Linked DNA regions of Mus musculus: region 2 is linked to region 1. Evidence: chromatin contacts called from public promoter capture Hi-C data. All regions are on one chromosome and are shown on one strand. Each heading gives the region's core, a stretch centred on a gene start, on an enhancer-like site or on the middle of the called end of the contact. The rest is flanking DNA. Distances are from core to core; before and after follow the strand shown.

Region 1 (5,281 bases), core at 1,772-4,271:
CTTACAGCTTCCATATACCTTACTAGGAAGTCAAAGCAGGTTTGAAGATAATATTTTAAATCATGAAGATATTAAAGATTATATCCAGAGGACTATTCCTGAAGGATAAACGAGTCAGTCCTGTTGTTCACAATACTCTGAGTCACACAGCCTGAGACCATCATTTAACCTGGCTGTGCCTTGGCTTTCCTACAGTCAAAACATCAGGCTTTCAGTCTCCAAGGTAACTCAGACAAAGAACAGGAAGGGAATTGTCAATCGATCACACTTCTCTGGCTTGTAATCCAGAATCCGATGGACTCCGCGAACCCTGTATTCGTGGGACATGCAGAAGAGGCACTGGGAACCAAGTCCCACCCTAAGTGTTAGCTGCTGATTGTGTTCGTTCATAGCCAAAGAGGAAATGAGGCCCAGGAGAGCAGAGCAGCCTGGGGAGAAAACAGTTTCTCATGCCTGTGTTGGTGACACTCAGAAAGGACAAGTGTGGTCGTGCCAGAGGGTGGGAGTAACAAGTACCCCTCCGGTGACACGACAGCTTAAGGTGCTCACAAGCTGGGGATCTGGTGCCCAGGGTTCAGATCCGGCTGTGCACACTCACTGTGGAGCATCTAGTGACAATTTACTATCAAAGCTTTTGATATTACTCAGGCTTGAGCCAACATTACGGAACTTTCTTAGAACAACAAACAAAATACCTACATGAAGGGTTTTATGAGACTAAGTAATAGTTTATTCATAGTTCTTGATAATTGTAAAAGTAAATATCACCATATCTAAGATGATATGATGGCTCTTGAAATACATATTTCTGCATTTAATACAAACTAAAATGTTCAAGTAAAGGTTTATTATTTCCAACACATGATTCCTTACAGAGACTATCACAAATGCACCAAGAGTAATCAAAGCTGTGCTATTTACCGTTCTGTGGACACAGAGAAATGAACACATCACAGTATCCACGGGTCAGAGATGTAACAGTGTCTTACCTTTAAATGTGACAAACAGTTTTGTAGGAAAATATGCCAGTTATTTAAAAAAAACTGTTTCTGACTGACACATAAAAGACAGGTAATTAGTGGGTACAAAGCCTGCCAGAGAGAGAAAAAAAGAGAATTAACACTCTTTACGGCAAGGTGCGGGACTCCTGGATGGTGGCTTCGTTTGTGCTACTAAAGAAAAAAAAAATTCAAGACATTTTAATACAGTTTCCCCATTTTCAATCTGAAACGCCATTTCATAGGCTAACAAGGAATGAGGGAAGACCGCATTCCCCGAGACCAATCCCTCAAGCCAACCTCCCCCAATGGGACAGGTTCTTCCTCCTCCCTGCACTTTCTCATCCAGTCCCCACTACAGTGCTTCTGAACAGAGCAGAGCAAGGTCAGCATGGCATTAGAATCCCAGCTGACTGCGGCCAAGCACGTGACTGCAGAGGCTTATTTTCCAAACGCGTAAAGTGACCAGCGATGACCACAAATGTCCGACGGAGGCGTGTGCCAAAGAATGTGGAGCATTTAGGGCCATGTCTGCCACAAGTAAGATTCATGATTATTTTCGCTTCAGTGTAGATGGTCAATAGTTGGCCAGTTCTCCACACTTCGCCTAACTGCAGGAAAATGGTGTGAAGCACATGGGTTTACTGGGGGGGAAGAAAGTGCCATCGGCCTCAGAACGGAAATGACGAGACGGCACAGGGAACGGTTCTTAAAACATGATACTTTTGAATACAATTGTATGGTATACAATAAAAAAAAGTTATGGTTTAACAGAAAACTATATTCAACATATAACATAATATAAAATTTAAGACACCTGTCAAGACAGGGAAACAAAATATTTAAAAAACAAAACAAAACCAAAAAAAAAAAAAAAAACAAAACCCCAAAAACAAAACAACAACAAAAAGACAGGGAAACACTGGGCAGGAAGTCTAAAGGACCCATTAAACAAAGAGGCAGTAAAATAAGACTGGCCAGCTACAAGACAGTGCTCCAGTTACAACTCAGCAGGCAGGAGCCTCATACTTACTCAATAAACTCTGTCTCCCTCCCTTCCCCACTCTCTTCCATCTCACCTTCTCTCTCCCTCCCTCCTCTGCCTCTCTGTCTCCCTTCCTCCCCTTCCCTCCCCCCCCTCCATCTCTAACAGTTTGCCCCACCCCCGATAATAAAAAGTAGAAAATCTAAAATGTGCAAAGTCTGCCCTGTCCTGGGTATTTTACAAGTTCACATTTTACACTTCTCCAATCTCTACCGGGGCCATAAATCAATGACTAAAACACCCAACGGAGCACACAAAGGTTTGAAACACTTCTCCGTACCAGCGAATGCTTCTTTCTGGAACTAAGTTCAAATGTAGTCTGATACAGCATCTCCACAAAATTTTTCAAACAGGGGACATTGACTTCATTTTTAACAGCCTAGGGAAAGAGTTAAAGACAAACAGAGATGAAAAACAAACAAACAAACAAATAAAAACAGTCAGTGCCCATAAACCCTAAGAGCCTTATGAGATCTGTCTGCCAAGTCTGAAGTAAGTTAATGATTCACTGAGATTTACATACAAGTCTTAGGTACCAAATGTTATAAAGTAAACCTGGTCCCTGGCCTGCTGGAACCAGCAGAGGATGCAATCGAGCAGATGGGAGGTGAGAATGCAGGGTAGGTGCACAAGGACAAGCCCGGCTGTGCTCCGCAGAGAGGCCTTTGGAGGGACACTGTGAGGAAGTGAGCACTAAGCTGAACCCAGCTTGTTTATTGAAAAACCTCCTGCTTAACCCTTCCAGCCTCAGCCCCTACAGCTCTGCCCCTGGGAGATGGGACACGCCGCAGCATCTTCCCGGCTGCCTCTACAACATCTCAGGGTACCCAAACTGGATGTCGGAGATGCTCTTTCCCCAGACGGAGCATGTCTTTCTCCCTTAGTGTTTGTTGGCTCAATTGTCACTCTCTCTCTCTCTCTCTCTCTCAAGATGGAACTTACATAATCATACTCTATTTAAGAGTTCAGCTCCCCTACCCTCAGCCAATCCTTCCTTCTGTGTGCCCACGCAAGTTCTTCATGGTACCTGCCGCGACATGACACCCTGCATATGCTGCATTCAAGTTTATTCTCTGCTTGCATGCCAGAAGTAAGCCCGAGAGTCATATAGAATACTTCCCAGCTTGCTGGGGTCTATTTCCTATGCACAGATGAGTCCCTGATACACACAAGACAGTATACAACGAAGGACTAAAGACAGACCAGCCAGGCAAAGAGGAGGAGGAGGTCATTCAAGACATAAGATGTCCCAGGATAGTGGCAGCCCTTTCACAAGGGGACCAGGGCTGTGGGTTGAAGCATGGCCCTACAAAACTCCTCTGTAGACTTTCTACCCAACATACTCAAGAGTGAACGGACCTGGGGAAGTCACTGCAGATAACAGATGACAGTGGCAACTGATTTTTTAAAAAATAAAGATAGCCTTTCCTGTTTGTTAATAATGTGAATCTAGTTTATGGGACTAAATACAAGGCTGAGAGATGACTGTTACTGGTAAACCTTTAATTCACAGCTGTTATTTGTACCCATTAAAAAAGAATCCTTCCTAATTTAGTGGTAAGCTAAAAGGAAAGGCAGGTTTCAATACTGTGGCAACCACTGTCATTCATTTCCCAATATCTTAACTTTTTAAAAAAAAAAAAAAACAATCTTAGCTGGGCAGTGATGGTACACGCCTTTAATCCCAGCACTCGGGAGGCAGAGGCAGGTGGATGGATCTCTATAAGTTTGAGATTATCCTGGTCTACAGAGTGAGTTCCAGGACAGCCAGGGCTACACAGAGGAAACCCTGTCTCAAACAAACAAACAAGCAAAAACCCAACCAAACCAAACCAAACCAAACCAAAACCAAACCAACCAACCAACCAAACAAACAAACAAGCAATTTCCCGGCCACCCCACCTCTCCTACGTGTGTTTCCAAAGCAGTGCATGAGCATGCCAGGCAATTCATAGAAATGCACAGGCCACCAGACCATGAAAGAAAGTGGAAGCCAGAGCGGTTTTCTTTCTCAACATGAAGATAAGCCTGTTCACTAGTTATGTCGAGAGAAATTTGAATAAAACACAATTAACTTTCATATCTGGCCAAGACCAAAGGAGGATAGATTTGCCCTATTGTCTACAATAACTGGAAAATAATCAAAATCTATAAAAGGATTCACAAGGCTATCTATACCCATCAACATAACAAACTGACCACTCGGGAGTGGGGAGCACAGGGGGTGGGGCCAGCAGGGGCTCACGCCATTGCAAGAGCTTTCAGGGAGGAAAGGGAGGCAGGCCTTCGTATGGCGCATGGTACTAAGACATAGGTCTGTACTTACAGCGGCTACGGGGATAAGGATCTCCACGAATAAACCAGCAAGTGCGTGCTTTATGTCCTTATCTTTTACTTCTAAGAAATACTGAGCGCATTCCTTGAAGGGAAAGGAGGGATGTTTAGACTGACAAGAGGTTGAAGAATTCATAATAATCACATTTTCAAGAACACTTGCTTATTTTAATCACAAAGCTAAGGGCAAGATGGCCTGAAGTGAGGACAAAGTTACTCTATAGCAAGGATAGTCATCACATGTGAAAAAAAAAATCAGTAATAATGGCCTTAACAGGAACGAGAACAGATAGTTTGGGGCTCACTGTAACTGCCAGCCCTGAGGGTGGGAGGACTGTCACCTGCATGAACTGAAAGGATGCTTCGAAATCTTCCACGGGATACATCTTCACTCGGAAGAACTTCATCCCCATGATCAAGCTGATGACGCTCTGGACCACGTGTGGGCTCTGCTCCTTCTGCCGCAGCTCTTTCAGCTCAGTCACGAACTTCTTCCTCACAGCCTGGAACCTGTAATGTACGCGGAGGCATCACGGACTTGAGTCAGCCCCACCCCCACCCCCCTCCCCGCTTAAATTAACCCAAGTGATCTTTAAGGTGAGATCAAAGGATCTTTATCCGGAAGGACACATACTCTGCCCTAATCATAACGAGCAGAGAAACTCACTCAGGAGGATGGAACTATGCTAATGTGCTCTGGGTTTATTTCAAAGCCAGTGCCTCTGAAAGAAGAAATCATACAGGATATTTTCTTATGTCACTGTTGTTTATTACGGACAATACAACAGCACTAAATCATGTCCTCACAAATTATCATCATATGAATAAGGTTATCTCCAAAATTTAAAGCCCTTTTCTAAGTTTCCTCTGACAGTTACATAGGGGAATAGATCAGGGACTACAA
Region 2 (5,807 bases), core at 2,006-4,505, 220 kb after region 1:
CCCTGGCCTTTGCGTACAGGAACACACATACACACACAGAGTCGTGGCTGATTGACCAATGACAGGCTCTAGTGAGAGTCTCCTGTAACCGTTTTCTTCAGATGGCAGAATCTCAAGCTCAAACTTACCTGCTTGCTCAGTGGCGGCAAGTGGGGGCTTTTTTCTTGGTTCCCATGAGTGGACACTGAGGCCATGACGCTGTTGCGTTTTCTTCTATTGCCGTCGAGTGCTCTGTATCCTCCTTGTTTTGAGGACTAAGAGAAGTAGAAGAGACTCACTGTACACACCAGGTCTGAATGTTTATGCCCCAGGCTTCAAATCACCCCTCACATCAGCACCACTGACAGAGAACTTACTGCTTTCACTTCGTTATCTGTCTTAACCTGCAGCCATGTAGAAACTCGAGCTTTTAAACAATTATTTATTATTGGGGGTGTAGTGGGGACACATTATGTCACATACACACGGAGGTCAGAGACAAACTTGCAGGAGTCAGTTCTCTCCTGTCGGGTGGGTTCTGGGGATCAAACTTAAGTTATCAAGCTTGGTGGCAAGTGCCTTTATCCACACACACACACACACAAAAAAGATTTAAAATTTGTAATAATGTATCAGTGTTAATGGAGGTCAGAGAGTCAAATGCCCTGGAGCTGGGGTTACACATATACAGCTCTAAACCTCCTAATGTGGGTGCTGAGAATTGAACTTAGGTCTCTTTAGTCTCTAAATCTCAATTTCTAAAGACTCCCCAATACACACCTATACATCCTGTCATGGACCCACACTAACCAACAGTGATGGGTTTTATTGTGCACATGTTTTACTGCCTACAAACTAGGTCTTTAAAATGTCTCAAAGTGTTATTAAAAGTTAATAAGTATCCAAATGTGTGCTGAGTGTCAGTGATATGCCAAGGAGGCCATGAAAGCCAAAGTAAACTCACCGTAGGAGGAGCACAGGCTAAAAGGGGGGCTACTGGTAAGTCAGCAGTTATTCACTAGGAGAAGGTCCAAGAGGCAAGAACAGGGAATAATAAAGGTCTGTCCCAGCCATCACTGTACTCCTGAGCTTTCAAGGGTTAGAGTCGGGGAGTCCGGGAGCAGGGCGGCATGTTTAGACAGCGATTAACCTGTCTAGATAAGAAACCCAAGACCCAAACTGAGATCTTTTCCAGACGCATGAAGGTGAGAGATTTGGCTTAGGAAATATTGGACTTGGGAGCTGGGGGGTAGTTGGGTACAAACCCTTTATTCAGTAAAGACTAACGTATTTGGGGATCTGGCTCTGGAATTTCCGATTAGGGAAGGCTGGAGAGATGAATTTGACAATGGCCATCATAGGGATGCACGTTAAAGCCAGGGACACACTCGTCTACAGAGAGTACTGGAAAATGTGAACACGGAACCCAAAGGAGGATTGGCGAGCGAATAAAAAGATCATTGGCCAAGGAGATGACTGTGAGGGAAGCACTGACAATCACCAGGGAAGAAGCCATCAGCCTCCATCCCAGGGCCCGGGGCTGGCAAAGATGGACATTCTCCAAGTGGACCATGAGCCTCATCTTCTTCCCTAGTCCTGGGCCCCATCGACTCTCCTACAAAACAGACAGCTCATATAGAATCGTATTTTCTACATTAGTAACTCAGTAGCAAGAAAAAGAAGCCCAGGGCCCCTCCCTGTACATTCCATCTTGGGTGCCTAGTGTTGTTGGGGAGTAACATGATGCTCTACAGTGTTAGATACTGGAGAGGGTAATAAGAGCCTGACTGTGTGCACCTGTCCCCATGAGATAGAGTCTCACTATGTCACTCTCGTTGTCCTCTAACTCCCTGTGCAGGCTAGGCTGGCCTCAAACTCCCAGAGATCTGTCTGCCACCCGAGTGCATTGTTAAAAGTCTGGAACAATGTCCTGCAACACACCAGTTTTAATTCTGACTTTCTTTGCAGGTCCTGAGAATTGGAATAAGGGATATAAAGTGTCTGGGCCTCCACTGTGTCATCTGAGACTTGGGCACAGCAGTCTTAAGCTGTGCAAGGATGGGGATGAGAAATGAAGACAGGACCAGGGCACAGTGATAGGTGTCTGAACAGTAGGGGAACAATTGTCAGAGTGGCTCTGGGCATCTTATTTTCTAGGAATTAAGACCCTAGGAAATCTTTGCCACCTATAGGCAAATTAGATGATTTTTTTTTTTTTTTTAAATTCCCAGTCAGACCCAGAGCCATCTCAAGAATCAGGAAGCAAGCAACCACACACCTCAGTGTTGGTGGGCTGGGTCTTCCAGAACCCAGTTGCTTGCTTTGAGCAAGCCTTACCTTCTGGGCACATGCGCGTGAACACACACGCACACACTCTCAGGTCTGGTGCCTGACCCAGTCTGTGGCGGGGGAGGGGAGGTTGGCCCAGAATCAGCTAGCTAGATTTAAAGGCTAGACCCTTCCAAGAAGGCTGCCTGCAAAACTCCAAGCTACACCCCTGCTTGGGGTCGCAGGAGTTGGTGGCACCTGGAGAGGAGCCAGGCAGGCAAGCGTTGGAGACTGGCTACGGCGGAGCGGCGGCGGTGCAGTCTGTGAAGGGCCTGCGCAAGTCCCCAGCACCCGGGAAGGAAAGCCAGCAGAGAAAGACACTGCCCCAGGCCACCTCTCCTGCCCGCACACCACCCTCTGTGGGCTCACAAGTGCGGGTGGGTGCTACCGAGGCGGAGCTGCGCACGCACGCGCACACACACACACACACACACACACACACACACACACACGACTGCAGACACCCCTCCCGCGCGCCGCACACGCCCACCGCCCCAACCCGAACCCCAGGGCCCCTCTCCTCTCCCCTCACCTTTTTTCTTGGCGATCTTTCCTTTCTTCCCTCCTTCCTCTTCCTTCCAGCGCTCGCTCCTCCCCGCACCTCTGCGCGTCGCTAGCTCAAGACTCAGCAAGTGCAGCCCGCCCCCACTTGCAGTCTCATTCTCTGTTGGTGACACTGGGAGAATCCAGCACTTTCCAGAAGCCCCCACTTCTCAGTCTCTTCCTAACACTTGCTATACTCTACCTCATTGTTTTTCACGTGACTCCGTCCTCCCAACAAAAACACAGGCGACTCCAACTGTTTCCCTGAACCCCCTCTCTGGGCGGATTTAAGCATTCACCTCAGAACAAAAGCACTGTGCTGCGGACAGCCGGGACAGCCCGGTAGGGTCCCCAACCCCGAGGGAGTCAATTACAGCCCACCTTGGTTCCTTAGCCTTCTTTTGCCAAGCTTTTACCCTCCCAATGGCTAGCCTATGAGGGGAAGGCACTGAGTGTGTGTGTGTGCGTGCGTGCGTGTGTGTGTGTGCGCGCGCGCGCGCGTATATCCTAGTATGTGTGACTATAAATGAGTGCCTATGTATGTGAGAATGTGCAAGTATATATGTGAACACATATGAGTATATATGTGTGTCTCTGTGTGTATGTATGTAAATATATGTTAGCATAAACCTGTGCCTATATTATGTGAGTGTGGGTAAGTGTATATATGAGCGTATACATGTATGTATGTATGTCTATGTAATTGTATGTGACTGAGTGTAAGTATATGTGTGTTAGTGCATTTGATGGTGTCTAGGAGTATGAGAGGGTGTGCATGTATGTGAGTGGTGGTGTGTGAATGCATGTATACATGTGTGAATGTGTATCTATGTAAATGTATGTGTGTGTTGTGAACAAGAATTTCCAGAAAGACGCTCTGTCTGCAGAGACTGACTGACTGACCAGTCTTGCAGTGCTGAGGGGGGAAATTTGGAAGTTGCAATTCCAGAGGCAACTTATATTTTCTAGCTTTAACCCCCACAACGGGGCTTCCTTACCCACCCCTCTGTCCAAACTAACATCCTGTGACTAACAGTTCATTTCCTGCTGCCCACAGAGATCAGAAGAGGGCATCGGGACCCCCCACCCCCACCCCCCGGAATTGGAGTTACAGATGCTTGTGAGCTGCCAAGCGGGTGCTGGGAACTGAACCCAAGTCCTCTGCAAGAACAACAGGTGCTCTTAGCCACTGTGCCATCTCTCCAGGCCCTGTCCTGGCCTTTTCTACCCTGGCCTCCAGCCTGGCTGGAAAAAGACCCTCTTCTCTTTCACACTCAGGAAAAGTTGTGTCCTCTCAGGGTACTTATCACCATAACAGTCCACTGGGGAAATGTACAGTGGAGAAAGCACCACCCCTGCTTGCTTTTAGTTGACTTTATACCCATTTCAGGAGGTCACCAAGCCCAGCAATGTGTCCTTTGGCCTTCCAGATCAGATTTCTGCTCAGCTCTATATACAGACATGTTAATCATTTAAAGATCGGTCCTCTGAAATTGGCAATACAAGATTGATTACGCCTCCACCTTCCTGCCCCCACCCTCCAGAGCTGGGTGGTTAAGAGCACTTGCCGCTCTTCCAGAGGACCAGAGTTAGGCTTGAAAGAACTTGAAACTCCACTCTAAGGGACAAGACTCCTTCCTCTGGTCTCTGTGGGCAGATGTGAGCACTTGCACACACATACACATGACTAAAATAACTTTTTTTTAAAAAAAAGATATTGCTGGTTTAGTTGATTCTCCATCCCTAGTAGACAGCGGCAGACTCTCCCTGTGGCGTTTCATTTTCCCTTGACCCAATTTGACTCTCAAATTAAAGGTAACGTAGGCCTGCTAATTTTATTTTCTGTTACCAGAAGTCAGAAATAAGCCCCTGTGGTGCTGTGGTTTTCAGAGCTGCGCTTTCTAAGTGTTCTTGCGAAGTAGATGAGCCATCTCCCTTACACCTCACACAAACCTTCAAAGTGGCATTTACCCTACACCATCTTGCTGCACTGAGTGTCGGAGTATGTGTGCCTCATTTGCATATCCACTTCCCACCAGAATGTTCCAGTAAAATGCTTTAAATAGCTAGAAATTACCCTTGGTCACACTTATAGCACAAACTCCTTAAATAGTACTTGGTTGGCTACTCTGGTACATCTGTGTGCAAGCATGTACCCCTTATAGCACAAACTCCTTTAATGAGCCTTGTTTGACCATGCTGGTACATCCGTGTGCAAGCGTGCTCGAAGTGACAAGGCACGAGGCAGTTCCACAAAGGAGTGACCTTCAATGAAACACTAGAATAAAAGAACCCCGGGCTTGGCCCTGAAAGTCTTACCCGTGGAATGAAGTCTGTGTTGGTCCTTACTTCAGCATTGTGTAGGGCCTGAGGATCATGGCTGCATAGCTGATACTCAGAGGTTAGTTTAGCATGTGCCAAGCTACTCAGGGCAGGCTCCAGTGTGAACCATCTCTGCAGTCCCGTGTTGTTTCCAGGCAACATCTAGATTCATTAGCTGGGCTTGCATGATTCAGCCCTCAGGTCCTCTGAGGGAGAGGCTGAAAGACTCATACTCCCTCCTTTCTGCTTTTTTGCTCAGCCTGGTCCAAACTTGGTCTGCTTCTTCATTCTCCTTTCATTTGTAAAAGACTCAGCCTTGAGGTCAGTTCGTGGAAAACCTATCTACAATTTAAGACACATAGGGGTGTAGTGACCAACATTCCTAATGACAGCTGCTAGGTACAATACTCGGTGCTAAACTTCCCTCCGTGATGCCTAGAGGTCTTCAGTCAGCAGTCCTTCCCCAACCTAAGCTTCTCCTAAGAGAAGGCCCTCCCCGCCCAACTCCTCCTCCCCCAACCTAGGCCCCCTTCCCCAAGACAGTCAATCATTCTGCAGTGGATGCCTGCCAGCCCATCTTCCCCAACTGTGCCATGTATGTCATTCCTAGTAAGTGTAACACACACCATATTTTC

The links. Promoter capture Hi-C pulls out the DNA fragments that hold promoters and counts their contacts.
Region 2: a promoter capture Hi-C map of pre-B cells shows a contact between it and region 1, with 5 times the contacts expected there. The contact joins the promoter of Ociad2 here to the enhancer-like site in region 1. A contact is called at or near these places in 20 of 39 promoter capture datasets (the 3T3-L1 cell line, 3T3-L1-derived adipocytes, the C10 cell line and 13 more), 1 of 484 Hi-C or Micro-C datasets (regulatory T cells), 7 of 115 datasets of contacts at active chromatin or transcription factors (craniofacial prominence, embryonic basal ganglia, embryonic forebrain and 4 more) and 4 of 9 other capture datasets (adipose tissue, liver, macrophages and 1 more).

Annotation. Positions count from the first base shown.
Region 1 is chr5:73,117,495-73,122,775 of GRCm38.p6, forward strand. Fryl (FRY like transcription coactivator) reads right to left here. Exons shown (of 63, transcript NM_028194.2): 10 at 4,719-4,887; 11 at 4,370-4,462; 12 at 2,324-2,422; 13 at 990-1,091. Among named protein-coding and RNA genes, the nearest start is that of 1700071G01Rik, 37 kb to the right of the region's middle. Within about 2 kb of position 3,022, at least 15 of the 459 cell types and tissues checked have an H3K27ac peak or open chromatin away from gene starts, as enhancers often do. A contact at or near this core is called in pancreatic islet, where this site is marked.
Region 2 is chr5:73,335,692-73,341,498 of GRCm38.p6, forward strand. Ociad2 (OCIA domain containing 2) reads right to left here and starts at 3,256. Exons shown (of 7, transcript NM_026950.4): 1 at 2,840-3,256; 2 at 129-254. The coding sequence starts at 194.